Linked DNA regions of Mus musculus: all the other regions are linked to region 2. A link is a contact called in public promoter capture Hi-C data. All regions are on one chromosome and are shown on one strand. The core of a region is the stretch at or near the end of the contact, and the rest is flanking DNA. Distances in the headings are between cores, read along the strand shown.

Region 1 (4,982 bases), core at 1,886-4,385, 140 kb before region 2:
TTGTTCCACATTTTGATCATGGTCATTGCCATCGTCATCAGTGTGTACTGGGCATTTGAAATAAAGAGTAGGGCAAGTGCTGTACTTTAGAAAACATTTTCTTTTAAGCAGTCAATCCATTGGCCTGGCATGGGAGAGTGCCTATAAATCTCAGTCCTGTGAACATCATAAAAAAGGAGGATCAGGTATTGAGACAGTCTGGGTGGCATAGCAAGACCCTGTCCAGATCAAAGTCCTCCTGTAATTTGATTTATAAAGAGTGGCCTGGTTTACATTTTCATTGATTTATAAAGAGTGGCCTGGTTTACATTTTCATCATGATGAGTCTGTCCTTCAGTGTGTGATCAGTTGTACTCCCTGGGATTAGATCAGACCTCACATGGAAAGGCCCTGGCGGTGTCTCTCGCTGACCTTGCTGTACCTTGTATGCATTCCCACAGTCTTCCAGCTTGGTAAAAGGCTTGGTTGAAGTGCTTATGTTTGGACACTGCTGCTGTGTGATTCAGAAGTGGAAGAGACATTTCTTTCCTCCTGGTTTTCTGGCCCCCACTGGGTTAAGAGGAAACTCTGGAGCTGAAGTTTGTAGTGCTTTTTGGAACAGCACTGTGGCTGCCAGTGCAGTGCTCTGCAGTGCTGCCTTCCTGGTTTTGTCATGCAGTACCTATATAAAATGGGCACTAGGAAATGAACTGTTTGGGGATTTTCCCATAGTCAAAAATCATTTTTTAATACGTTGACACAGTTTGTCAGTACCTTGGCTGCTCCATAGATCAGTTATGCCAAACATACATACATATAAGACATATATGTATGTATACACACACAGTTTGAAAACTGTTGTATGGAAATACTAATTTTGTGTTCATTTCCTTTGAAAAGTATGTATTTTCTATAACCCAAGAAATAAGACACTTGAAGCTGTTGATTTACAATGCAGTGGTGCTTTGTCCTCAGTTCTGCTGCTGATCTGCCTCTCTGTTGTTACTGGTTCTCTCAAGGCAAAGGCCCTCCTTGTGTTGAGGAGGACTACATGGTGTCACCTTGTACTCTTTGTGAGGAAGGACTTCTATTAGCAGACTCCCCTTGTTGCCTCTGCCCTGCAAAGTGATCACTGTAGCGTCTGTCCTGCTCGTCTGAGTTGCTATTCCAGCAGTGGTTCCATTTTCAGACTCAGTGGTAGAGCTGTCTGACTGACAAGTCAGCCAGAAGAACTGAATGTGCTCTCACTAGCCCCACTCCCACTCCTCCAAAAAAAGACAGGGTCTCTGTATAGCCCTGGCTGGCCTTGAACTTGCTATATAGGCCAGGCTGGCCTTGAATTCAGAGATCCACCTGCTTCTGCCTCCCAAGTGCTAGGATTAGAGGTGTGAACAACCATACCAGCTAAATATTTTTTAACATGTATAGTTTAATGCAGATAAGTTTTTTTTTAAGTACAATAAGCATAAAGAAATAGGATTTCCTGTAATCCTTCTGCCTGACATCTGCTTGTTAATATTCATATATTCTCCCAGAGCTTTAATTATACCCTTTTAGACAGACACATTTTAGTATGAATAGTGTGATACTTAAATTTATATTTTTATGTCATGAACCTTGGGATTTACTACCCAAGGGCCTGTGGTGACATTTGTGTTGCTGTGAAAAATTATGTATCATGAGTTTGCTTAAATACTGTTTTATCTGGGTACCTTGCTTATGACAAGGCTGTTTGATGGATGCCATGTTGGTCTTTTTATCAGTTAACGGTTCTCTATCAGATAATAATCTTATTCTTTTTATTTAAGCAAGTCAGCGTGTGGACTTGCTACCTCAGTACAGAAGGAAAGCCTTCCGGTTCAGTCCTGTTCGCTTGTAAATCTCTGCAGCAATGCTTATTTACAGTGCTGGTCACCCCTGACCAAACGAACTGTGCGTGAATACAAAAGATCACTGAATGTGTCGGCCTTTCCAGAGCATCAGGAATGCACACCTCAAGAGGCTAATTTACCTTTCTATTTCCCACATTCAGCATGTCCCAAATTACCATACAACAAGGAGACAAGCCCTTCTTTCTACTTTGCCAGTGAGTTGGGGTTTTTATACTAATTTTAACTACACAGTAAACACTATTTAAGGGATACGTGTTAAAGTAGCTAATTTGTTGGAGAACATTTTCTTTCTACCAGACAGAATTATTCAAAGTATGCATGTCTGGGCTGGGGATGTGGCTCAGTGGTGGAGTAACTTGCTCTAGCATGCACCAGGCCCTGAATTCATTCCCTAGTACAAAAAAAAAAAAGGTAAAGTTAAGATTTGTGGCTCTGTTTGTATAATTCAGAGTTTTGACAAAAGAACTATGTCTTATGTCATAGCTTAAGAAAATTGGAATCAAAGACTGAGTTCTTTCAGGAAGCCATTTTGAATACAACGCAAGAGTGTAGCTGTATGGGAAATACCTTGTTTTCCTCATTCTGGGAGACTTTTTCTGAACTGTTGGTAGTATTTTATACTAAGCCACAAGCTTGTGCAAAGCTTAAAGTACTAGTGAGTAGTGTTCTGGGCTGCAGAGAAGTGACCTCACTGAGATTCCTGTAGCACAGGTGAAGTAGTTAGAGACACAGTTCTGTCTTAGCGCTATTTGCATGACTAGAGGCTTAAAGTGTGAAGGCCTCTGGAAGTGTCCTGAAGCCTGTAACAATGTGTGGTCTAGGCTACCTTCTTCCCTAAGGGAGCTTAGGAGATGGAGTTTTCCTGCTTTACCGGGAAGCAGATCATGGGCTTTGATAGGCTAATTACTAAGAGACCTTTTAGAAATGTGTGTGCTGATGTCACTTTGTATGAAACATGAGTCCTAACAAACAATAAGATTTAATGTTATTAAATTTGGGACTAAATTTTGGGCTATTTTGGAATGACTACTCAATCATCAGGGTTTTGGAAACATTTTTACCTTAAATTTTCATTAATTAGTTGCTACTTTTTGGTGCCTGGGATAAGTTAACAAATAGAGCCCTTTCATGTGCTCTTGGAAAAGTAGTCTTATTGAGAATGTCCCTGAGGATTTCAGGAGCACAGTTTGAGGTCTCTAGTGCAGTTATCCTTACCATCCTGCTGGCTGTTACAGTCATAGTCATTTCCTTGGCAGATGGCTGAAAGGTCTTGAATCATCCCTAAGCACTAACAGCCTGAGCACAGCTTCCTCATGAAAGGAGTCAGCACTAAAGCCAGCAGCTGTTGTTGGGGATTTTAGTCACCGCAGTGTTCTGCCCTAGTCCACTGCGGTTTTGCCTCGCCTTAGTGTGATGTCTTTTATCCCCTCTGCCCCCTAAAATCTCCTTGAGTTATATCCCCTTTTTGGAATTATTGAAGTTGGAGGATCCTGTTCTGCTTATTTTCAGTGTTTCCAGTGCTAGTGATCACGAATGACTTGTACATCCAAGGTCAAAATGATAGAAACTATTTACAGAGTGAACATCTGGTCCTGAGGACTGAATTCGCTTTTGTTAACCTCATGACTTAGGGGACTGTTTCTGGAATCTAGTTAATGTTAAAAAAAGAGTTGACATATTTAGAATTTTAAATACTTAAGTCAAGAAGCGCTTTGTCCTCTCACCCAACTCTCGGGAGACTGTTTGAGCCTTGTAAGTAGTAGTTTAGCTGCTGAATAACGATTTCAGAACATCTGAGGGGATTCATGGTCTTTCTAGTCTCCCAAGTAGTTAAATTAACCAGCAGAGGAAAAGCCATTCAATCCTGCCCTTGGCTGAGAGCCTTGCTTGCCACTCTCCAAAGACTGCTCTTGGTTACCTTCCCCAGTCTTTTCTGTTCTGTTGTTTCTCTAATTTCCCTCTCCCTGATTTTTTTTTTAAAGATTTATTTATTTATTATATGTAAGTACGCTGTAGCTGTCTTCAGACACACCAGAAGAGGGCATCAAATCTCATTACAGATGGTTGTGAGCCACCATGTGGTTGCTGGGATGTGAACTCAGGACCTTCGGAAGAGCAGTCAGTGCTCTTAACTGCTGAGCCATCTCACCAGCCCCTCTCCCGCTTTTTATTGCCCTTAGTTTTGCTGTTGCTGGAATTACAGTGTTGGTTCCCATTTCCCGATTTCTCACATTATAGTCAAGGGGAAAGGGTTACATAAGGTACTTGTTTTTTAGGCCTCTTTGAGCCAGAAAGTGAGCAGATGGAAACATTTCTCTGGATGCTCCTGAAAGTGTTTTGTTAAAATGCATACTAGGGCCTGGAGAGACAGCTCAGCAGTTCAGAGCACTGGTTACTCTTGCAGAGGATTCAGGTTTGGTTGCCAGCACCCATGTGTAACTATATCTGTAACTGTAGTTCCATGGGATCCAGTATTCTGTGCTGGTCTCTGTGAGCACTGCACATGTGTGTGTTGCACTGGCAAAACACTCATATGCATATAATAAAAATCAATCTTTTTAAAAGATGTCTAATAGGGCCAGGAAGGTGGCTCAATGATAAGAACACACTTCCTGTGAGAGCCTAGCCTTTAAATGCCCTTTTATATAAAAATAAAATTTTAAACTGGATGTGGTAGTGAAAGTGTGGCCCTGCCATGTGAAGAGCTAAGGTGGGAGGGTCAGCTGCTGTCAAGCTTGAGGGTTGCGTGGGTTCCACCAAGCCCTGCCTCTAGTTATTCAATCTTAAGAACATGGCTCAGTGTAGCTCAGTGGTAGACTGTGTACTTAGGATGCAGGAGGCTCTGGCTCCAATCTTAAGCATAAACTATGAGTAATAAAGCTGTTTGATTTTGATCCTGGCTGGGTATGGTACCCCGGTGCGGATCCACTTGGAAGATGGAGTTGGGGAGGGTGGGTTCCAGGCCAACTTAAGCTATAAAAGAAGAAAAACCAAACAAAGAAGGGAAAGGATCTTTTAATTCTCTTTCCAAGTGACAGTATCAAGACTTTCCCATTTTCCCAGTTGACAGATGTAATTCTGAGACTTGATGGACATAGTTACTATGACTGC
Region 2 (4,563 bases), core at 54-2,553:
TGCACACAGGAGTCGGCATTAGTTATTTTCTTCGTTTGCTTTCCATCTTTATCAGATGTGCCTCTTCCTGTCTTTGCACACATCTGACCTCAAAGCACTGGGATTCCAGAAACATGCTGCTGTGTTTGGGGTTTTACCTAGGAGCACACACTAAGAGCCTCTTTACTCATGGGGCCACTGAGACACCTGCAGCCTCTTGTGTTGGTTTTCATTTTTTTTTTTTTTTTTTTTTTTTTTTGACACAGGATTTAACTACTCAGTCCAGGCTGGTCTTGAATTTGTGAGCAGTCTGCCTCCAAAGCACTACCTTAAATACCTTTATCTTTCATCTTCCCCCCTTCTCTGATCCCCCAAGACTCATGTTTCCCAGGCTAGCCCTGACTCTACCATGTGGCTAATGATGACCTTAAACTCCTGATCTTAAACTCCAGCCTCTACCTCCAGAGTGCTGGGACAAAAAGCAAGCATCACTCTGCCTGGAACCTTTGCACTCTTTTAGTGGAAATCCTTACACACCTTCTGTGGGTTCCCCTCCCCCAAGATAAGTCACGCCCCACCCCCATGGAAATTATCCAGTATGCAGGTCAGGGCATCCCCACCCCCGCCCCACTTCTTCATCGGATCCCAAGGATCTTGTTCTGCCAACCAAGTATCTCACCCAGCTGTAGATATCATGAGGAAACGGCAAACAAAGAGAGAGATTTAATAACTGGAAACAGGAGAGAGGCTGCAGAGTTTAATTTTTTTTTTTTGTATTTGCATCTAATTGCAATCAACAGACTTCTGAGCCAGTGACAGGCTCAGCAAAATTGCTGCTGAGAGAACAGAATCTTTGTCTAAAAATAATCAGACATTCTGCGCACCGCTGTTTGTTATAACGGTAATCGATGCTGGAGGCTTTGAATTCCATCAATTTATAGATCAGCGCAGGGCTGCCCGGGCGATGGGGCGGCGCACGGCGGGGCTCGGCCAGCACCAGGCCGGTGTGTGATTAAGATAAGCCCCGGTTCCTTTCATACATTCCTTAGTGGGGGCTCATTCTCCGGCAGGCGGAGACGTTCACCGCAGTTAAAGATCACTGCAGCTTCTCAGACGCCAAATTTGAGGGGATTGATCAATAAATCAAATCAGGCCGATCGATCGGCCAATCAGGAGAGTCTAGCCGGTGCATTATCGCCGGCGCCTTCCAAGCCAGAGCTTTTCATGGCTTCCATCAAAACAGCCTGGCCCTGGCCGGCAGCCAGCGGCTGGCCTGTCTCATAGCCCAGGCCGCCGAGAGGGGCTGCCTGCCCAGCGGGAGAGCAGTAAATTTCTCATCAAACAGCGGATGGAGGAGCAGGGCGAACATCTGTTGTGCTGCAGTGAGTGACTCTGACAGACCGCCGCCCGACGGCAGCATCCCCGGGGCACGTGGGGAGGGGGGGCCCATGGAATGTTCCACTGGTTACGTCCAGCAGGTAATTTAAGGAGACTTTTGCATTCTTCTCACAGCTGCAGCCTGAGCGCTGCAAAGCCGATTCCGGCACAGTCGATAATAAAGACCGTCCGGGGACCCTGCAGGATGACGGTGGTTTTATGATCCCCATTATGTTACAATGTAACTTCATTAAACGCTGTTTATTCCTTTCTAAGCACGGGGAGGGCCTCTTGCGTGCCCATCAAGGTGGGGCCCAGAGGTGATCTCTACAGAGAGGGTTCCAGGCCATCTATCTTCTCTCAACAATGTTGAAGAGCCTCACCCACCTGCCTCTCGTCTCTGAGGCAGGGGGATGGCCTGGTCTCTGTTCCTTTCCACACACACTCTGGCAGCTGGGTGAGGACCAGGTGATCCCCGACATACATAAAAGGACATCACAGCCTCCAGGCAGGAGCTGAGAGGTCTGGGAAAGGAGGGAAGCAGGGCCCTGGGGCCCATCAGACCCTCACAGCAACGCCCTCCACCCTGCCCCTTTGGCATAAACATTCCTGAATCAAATGGTGGGGCCATGCAGACTGGAGCCAGTGTTCCTTTTGCCTCTCCACACTGATATTAATCAAAATAAACTGTCACATGGTCTCTTGTGAAGGCCGGAATTCTTCTCTGGGGACAGTCTAGATGTTAGATATAAAGGCTTCTTGGTAGAGGCCTATAGGTTGCAGGGCACAGAGAGGGAGCTCTTGGGTCCAGGGTACTGGCTTAAGAAGAGGCTACTCACATTGTGAACAGTGGAGGAAACTTCTTTGCCTTTGACAACCAGGTGGGTGACAAAGACTTCTGGGTCAGAGGCCCCTGTTCCCACACAAATGGCAGGGGACAGGTTCCACTTGGGACACAGTAGAATACCAGAGTCTTCAGGCAAGCTGGCAACTAACAGGTGACTCAGCCCAGTGGAGCTAGGACCCAGTGACACCATGAAGCCCTGGGATTGCCACCATGCAGATGGGGAAACAGTGAGAAGTTTCCTGGGCCCACGGTCGCATGGTCCCACGGTCACGTGATCAGGGAACACCAAAGCTCAGGGCTGGCTAAGTCTCCACTCCGGGTACCTTGCACATCTGTCTGTCCGTATTCTGTATGTCTGTATTCTGTATGTCTGTATGTCTGTCCGTATTTAATCTTCCAGCCTCTGCACCACACTGGGTATTGGTATGATGTCCCTTCTCCAGGCCCAGAGACACTGAAGCTCAGAGGGAGTAGTTTTTAAGTTGTGAGGGGCAGAGTTGGTTGTTAAGGGGCAGTGTCTCTCCATTTTTGGAGCCCCTACTGGGCTTCTGCATAGCTCTGAATAAAGAGGGATTCACACATACATACACACCCTCCCTCCTAGGGCACCCACTGTGACCCTTGGCCAGGGCCCTCCACACAAATCTGTTCTGACCTTGAGCCACCCACTCAGTAGTAAACAGAAAGGCTGGCAGTACCTATCAGCTTCCCTCAGCTGCACCTTGCCCTCTGCTGATTCTGTCCTTGGGGTCCCGCCACAGCATAGCAGGTGGATCCCCCCCCCCCCATCCTGGTAAGCACTGGCCACACCCTGCCATGACTCGGATGCCACAAATTCCCAAATGCCACTGGTCCTGACTCCTGTATATCCTACCACAGGCCCTGTCACCAGTATCCACTCTGGTGGGTGTGAATGCCCACACCCCACGGGTGCATCTCTGTCTTCTTTATAGTCTCCTAACCCTCAACACCACACTGGCATCACAGGGGCCTGGACGCTAGTTGTAGAACAAACAAAAGAGAGCTGAGCCTGACCCTCCTGGTGTCCCAAAGACCACAGGACCCATTCTGTTCCCCTTCACAGATAAGAAATCTTTGAATTCATGGTTCAGAGCTATGGTCTCAGTGTGGGGAGGGGACAGCGAGCGGGGGGGGGGAGGTGGGGAGGGGACAGCGAGCGGGGGGGGGGGGGGAGGTGGGGAGGGGACAGCGAGCGGGGGGGGGGGGGGAGGTGGGGGGGTGCGGGATGGAGGATGGGAGGGATGGAGGGAGTCCATCCACACAGAGCTGATGAGAGGGCTGGCCTTGTCGAGCCAAGAGCAAGTCACTGGTTGGCCCGTCGTTCTGATACAGATCCGCCCAGGGTCCCTTTCACAGAGACTACAGAATATTAGATTTATCACACACTCAAGCCGAGATGTGCTGCCGAGATTTCGGGACAAGATTTATTACGCTGGCTGGCTTTTAAAATGAAAGAGAATCTTCCGACTAAAGCAAGTTCGGTTAACGGGCGAGAATGGCAGCCTGCGAGTCCTCAGTCCACCAGGACCCACGAGTCCGATACAAGCCTAGGGGCGACCTTAAGGGAAGGCTTTTCACTCTGGATATCTGTCAGTCTGTCTGCCTCTGCCGACCACAAGCTGGCTATACCTTATCCCTGGCCCCTACAGCCCAGACACTTTGCATGGAGTGGGTCTCTGTTGTTTTTTTTTAATGTATCTTTATATATTTTAGTGCCTATACAAAGAATAAAATGATACACATTTGTGGAATCCCGTGGAGTAATTCTGTGAATTATGTAAGCTATATTCCTGTGAGATAGGCGTATTTTTATCCCATTATATGGATGAGGAAACAGAGGCTCTGAGAGGTAGAGGATCACTTTGACAGACAGAAGCAAAATTCACTAACCCGGAGCTGGCTGCCCCTCATTCGAGAAACCAATCCCCCCTACTTCATCTCTGGGGTACCACAGTGCTGCCTAGCCACATGGCACCCTGGGAGATCCTCTGAAGAGGAGACCCCCAGCCCTCTGTTCCGAGAGTCAGCTATAGGAAATGCCAAGAGGTTGGATTTCGGTCCTCAGGTCCCAGAAGGCTTTGCTGAAGCTGGGTACATGGGGCTCAGCTCCCAGAAAGGCGACAGACATCCTGGAAGTATAAGCTATGAGGACACTGGTATGTCAGAGGGAACAGGGAGCCATGAAGGTATCTGGCCAGGGGAGACCCTGGTCAAGTGATTCTGCCCTGCTGGGACCCCACGCACCCCACCCCAGCTGGTGATGTCTAGAGCCAGATCCCAGGCCCTAAAGCACCCTGGCTGAGTACTGTGATGACCTCTGCCTTTAGTCCCCTAAAACC
Region 3 (4,607 bases), core at 1,515-4,014, 160 kb before region 2:
TCTACTATGCCTAAACGCATGTCTTCAGAAGGTACAATACCACGATTTGTTCATGTTTTTGTTTGTCTTTGTTTAGCTCCTTTGTGAGGTTATGATTACAAAATAGTTTCCTCTTCATTATTTAATAACCTATAATTTTTGTGTTTTAACTTTAGTTTATTAAAGCTATTTCTAATAACCTTTTGTTCACTAGATTAAAATTTGATAAGTGCTATGTATAAAGCCCTGCACTGCCCTGCATATAGAGATGGGCTCCGACCTGTCTGGTAATAGTACTCCTGTGCAGCCCAGGAAGGTCTCGGCCTGGACAGTAACAGTGATGAACTGGGCATTTCTGCTCCTGGAGGTGGGTGGGGTTATGGAGGCTGCCACATTCAGCTCCTTGGTAATGGTGCCAGCGAACCTTCCTGTTGGCCAAAGGCAGGAGTACTATTTTGGGGTTCTTAGTGATCCATGACATCCCTTGTAGTGGCCTTGTACGTCTGCCCTCAGGTAACAGTAGTATTTAGAGTGCCTGAGGAATTACTAATTTAATTGAATAATTATTTTAAATTAGTTTTATAATATCACTGTAGTGGAAGGCTGCTTTAATCTGTGGGGAGACCTTTATTTAAAGTTTATCAATTACAAAACAGGTATAGATTTGAGCCTTTTCTGTCTTTTTGGCTCATGCCAAATTGTGTGTATTTGTTGCTGAATTCACCATTGTTGCATGTCATATACTTTGATTAGTGGCACATGCCTATAATCCCAGTGCCCAGGCCACAGGCAAGAGGATTGCTGAAAGTTGAGGTCAGTTTGTCTCATATATAATGAGTTCTAAGGCTGCCAGGACTATATGGTGAGACCCTATCCCAGCCACCCTGACACCCTGCCCGAAAAAGGTAGCATTCTGATTTAATGCAGGTTGTAAGTTCTAAGTAACAATGTCCTTTGTTCAGAGCATTTGTGTTTATATTCTAATCACCTTGTCTTGGTAAAATCATAGTGAATATAACTGATCAAGACCATTAAAGTTTTCTAAAGAAGGTGTTTGGGAATAAACTATATTGGCTACTGTTAAATTTTTGCCCACACAGAAGGGAATTCAAGGCAGAAGAATACAATGTTGCAAAGGCAGATGTCACAGACTTTCAATGCGTGCCTCTCTGGTGACTCCTAGCAGCAACAGGGAGCTGTTGCAGACGTTTGGGTGGAGGTGCTTATTCCTCGAATGTGTCAGAAAGCATTGCATTGTAGTCAGATGAAAGGGCTGCTTTTGGACTGCCCAGAAAGCGTGCCATGGGAAAAGTGCAAAAAGAGAAGTGACTCCACAAAGATGACTTCACACACACACACACCAGCACATACAAACCCAGTCCATACCACACATATCCTATAGTAATGAATACATTTTAAACATTAAATAAGGGGAAATTCTAACATGAGTTAGCATTTCCTCAGAGCACATGTCTGACTGTGTTCCCACTGAGGACACAGCAGAGAGCATGTGCTAGGGTCCTCATCATGGCCTCTGAGAGGAGGGGTAGTTCTGGACTTGTGTGCTACAGGCTGTATTCCCAGAAGTCCCCATGGGTGGCAGAGACAGTGATGGTGACTGTCGTCAGCTCTCACAGTGCAGCTTTCTGCAGACTTTCCTTGTTCTGCTCTTACAAGCCAACCACGCACATGTGAGGACGGCTTGGGCAAAAGATGGAGAGGAGATCTGAGGTTGCTGCTTAAATTCCTTTTTCCCCTGGGGCCCTGAAGGATGTAGCTCAGAGATAGAACACTAGCCTAACAAGTATGGGCTCCCAAGTTTGGTTCCTATCAAAAAAAAAAAAAGGTTTTTGTCTCATTTTGGAAATAGTAAAATCTGTTAGAAAGATAAACTGATAATATCCCATCATGCATCTGTGCTTCCTACGAAAACGTTATTATAACTTATTTTTAAATGCATGTAGTTAAACACTGTTGGGCCATGTTGTTATATTTCTCACCATCAAGTTTATTTCCTCCTTGCTTTAAAAGTAAAAGGAAATAAGGCTGGAAAGATGGGTCAGCTGTCAGACAGCTTTCTGCTTTCCAGAGGAACTCAGGTGCACACCCTCACACAGACACATACACACAATATAATTAAAAGTAAAACAAATTGTAAAAGGGGAAAATAAAACATACTGACATAATTGACATACCACAAAAGAATTCTTAGTGTGGCCAGAAATCAATAACAGTGTGATTCATATTCTAACCAATGAAAACCTGCTAAGGAAATAAGAGTTATATCTGTATCTAGTAGGAAAAGCAGTAAGGTGGGCACCGCAGGACTGATGTGATATCCTGTGGCATCCTTCTGTCTTCCTCAGGACCCCCAAGGATGTCTCCAAAGGCACAGCGCCACCCTCGGAATCACAGAGTCTCTGCTGGGAGAGGCTCCATGTCTAGTGGCCTAGAATTTGTATCCCACAATCCCCCAAGTGAAGCAGCTGCTCCTCCAGTGGCAAGGACCAGTCCTGCAGGGGGAACGTGGTCCTCAGTGGTCAGTGGGGGTAGGTATGACACTGCAGAGCTGAAGATCTGAGATTAAATACAGATTAAATGTGGTGGCATAAGCAGCTGTTGCCAGTTACCATGGTTATCAAGACACGAGTTGAAGGAACTGTCCCATCCCTCTGGAACTCTGACCCTGTATACATTTTGTAAACCTGCTTAGGTTTCTTACTGCTGCGGGTTTCCATGGCATCCGTGTGTGGAGTAAACAGATAGTCGCTTGGTGCTCCTCAAGGAGTAGTCTGCGCCAGGAGAGGCTCAGCTTTTGTTATGAGTCTCTGACCGTCAGCAGCTGCAGCCAAGGTCCTGCTTGGAGCAGATTTGGAATTAGGCCAGACTGCTTGGGCTGCTGAGTTGGTCTTGTTGGTCTGTAGTGCTTCCTCCCGGGAGTCCAGAGCTAGAGCTTGTGCCTGTTCTTTTGGCCTTACCAGGAAAAGGTCTTTAAGCTTAAAAAACTAGACAGACAGTGCGCTCACCCCTGTAAGGTGTGCAGTTGTAGTGATTGTCCTGTAAATTTCTTTGTGCTATTCTTCTTAGCCTTTTAAACTGAAGATTAACAAGAAAAGAAGCTTGAGGCGTTTTAACCCTATTATAAATAAGCAACCTTTTATAAATACAAGAATAGAGACAGTTGAGGGATATAGTGAGAATCGTGTTACGGGGTTGGTCTTTCCATGGAAAGTTAGAGTTGTGAACAGTTTCCTTCTATAATGTTTGATTGAACCATTTTCATTGACCCCTTTAGTCTGAAGCCTGCAAATAGGTTTTTATTGGATTAGGAAGCATTAAGCAGTTGTGTGGAAGGCGTTCATTCTGTGTTACGTACCCCTTGAGGCTAGGTGCGTCCTAATTTCCTTCAGCACTGGCGGTGGATCTTTATATTGCAAGTAAAAGCACATAGGCTTGGCAGCAAGCTACCATCAATTTTATTTCGTGTATTGATGGAAGGAGAGGAGAGAGGCATGGTAGAGATCTCTCACCTTGAATAAATGTTACACTTTGAATGTCGTCTTTTTTTTTAACTTAAGTATGCTTTGGCTTGCCATTGAACTTGACTCAAATACTTAAAAGTTCACTCATTTAATTAGGAGGGAAACCACGGTGGTACTTAGAGATTGTTGACTTCTGCCATAAGATACTTCTGAGAATTTAATGAGTATCTTTTTGCTTCTAGTTCCAAGGTTATCTCCCAAAACTCACAGACCCAGGTCTCCCAGGCAGAGCAGCATTGGAAACTCTCCCAGCGGGCCTGTGCTTGCTTCTCCCCAAGCTGGCATCATCCCTGCAGAAGCCGTTTCCATGCCTGTTCCCGCCGCATCTCCGACTCCTGCCAGCCCTGCATCCAACAGAGCACTGACCCCATCTATTGAGGGTATGCAACCAACACCTTTCCTGTTGTAATCCATGCATGGCCAAGAGTTGTGTTCTCAATACACAGTGATGCTTTTGTGGATGCAAGATTCTGTCTCTGGTAGAACTATTCCATGTATATTAACTAATGTCTGGCATCAGAGGCTCTGGCCTGTCCTAGTATGACGTGCCTGTTGTATGAGCATGGTTATTGAATTTTGATGTGATGACTAACAGGGAATAAACTCAGTTTAATGAAACCCATTTTCCCCTAAGCCAGAAGGTTAGAAGTGTTTGGTATTTACTCACACTATTGTCCTAATTTCTGTCTAATACTAGTTTTTTGCTTTTTTAAACTTGTTTTCTAGCAAAAGATTCCAGGCTTCAAGATCAGAGGCAGAACTCTCCTGCAGGGAGTAAAGAAAATGTTAAAGCAAGTGAAACATCACCTAGCTTTTCAAAAGCTGACAACAAAGGTTAGAGTTTGTTAAAGTTTTTTTTTTTTTAAAAGATTTATTTGTTTATTATATGTAAGTACACTGTAGCTGTCTTCAGACACTCCAGAAGAGGGAGTCAGATCTCGTTACAGATGGTTGTGAGCCACCATGTGGTTGCTGGGATTTGGACTCTGGACCTTCGGATGAGCAGTCGGTGCTCTTACCCACTGAGCCATCTCTCCAGCCCTTGTTAAAGTTTTTAGACACAATTATAGAAATAGCAAAGTGTTT

Evidence for each region. Capture Hi-C pulls out chosen DNA fragments and counts their contacts.
Region 1: a promoter capture Hi-C map of pancreatic islet shows a contact between it and region 2. The contact joins two enhancer-like sites. A contact is called at or near these places in 2 of 9 other capture datasets (adipose tissue and pancreatic islet).
Region 3: a contact with region 2 is called in a promoter capture Hi-C map of pancreatic islet. The contact joins two enhancer-like sites. A contact is called at or near these places in 1 of 115 datasets of contacts at active chromatin or transcription factors (embryonic stem cells) and 3 of 9 other capture datasets (adipose tissue, liver and pancreatic islet).

The regions. Positions count from the first base shown.
Region 1 is chr5:121,804,211-121,809,192 of GRCm38.p6, forward strand. It overlaps Atxn2 (ataxin 2), which reads left to right. Exons shown (of 25, transcript NM_009125.2): 21 at 2,012-2,065. Among named protein-coding and RNA genes, the nearest start is that of Mir7031, 13 kb to the right of the region's middle. Within about 2 kb of position 3,136, at least 51 of the 459 cell types and tissues checked have an H3K27ac peak or open chromatin away from gene starts, as enhancers often do. A contact at or near this core is called in pancreatic islet, where this site is marked.
Region 2 is chr5:121,947,513-121,952,075 of GRCm38.p6, forward strand. All of the region lies in intron 2 of Cux2 (cut-like homeobox 2), which reads right to left. Among named protein-coding and RNA genes, the nearest start is that of Gm52785, 82 kb to the left of the region's middle. Within about 2 kb of position 1,304, at least 96 of the 459 cell types and tissues checked have an H3K27ac peak or open chromatin away from gene starts, as enhancers often do. A contact at or near this core is called in pancreatic islet, where this site is marked.
Region 3 is chr5:121,781,512-121,786,118 of GRCm38.p6, forward strand. It overlaps Atxn2 (ataxin 2), which reads left to right. Exons shown (of 25, transcript NM_009125.2): 10 at 1-31; 11 at 2,346-2,528; 12 at 3,704-3,901; 13 at 4,248-4,355. Among named protein-coding and RNA genes, the nearest start is that of Mir7031, 35 kb to the right of the region's middle. Within about 2 kb of position 2,765, at least 34 of the 459 cell types and tissues checked have an H3K27ac peak or open chromatin away from gene starts, as enhancers often do. A contact at or near this core is called in pancreatic islet, where this site is marked.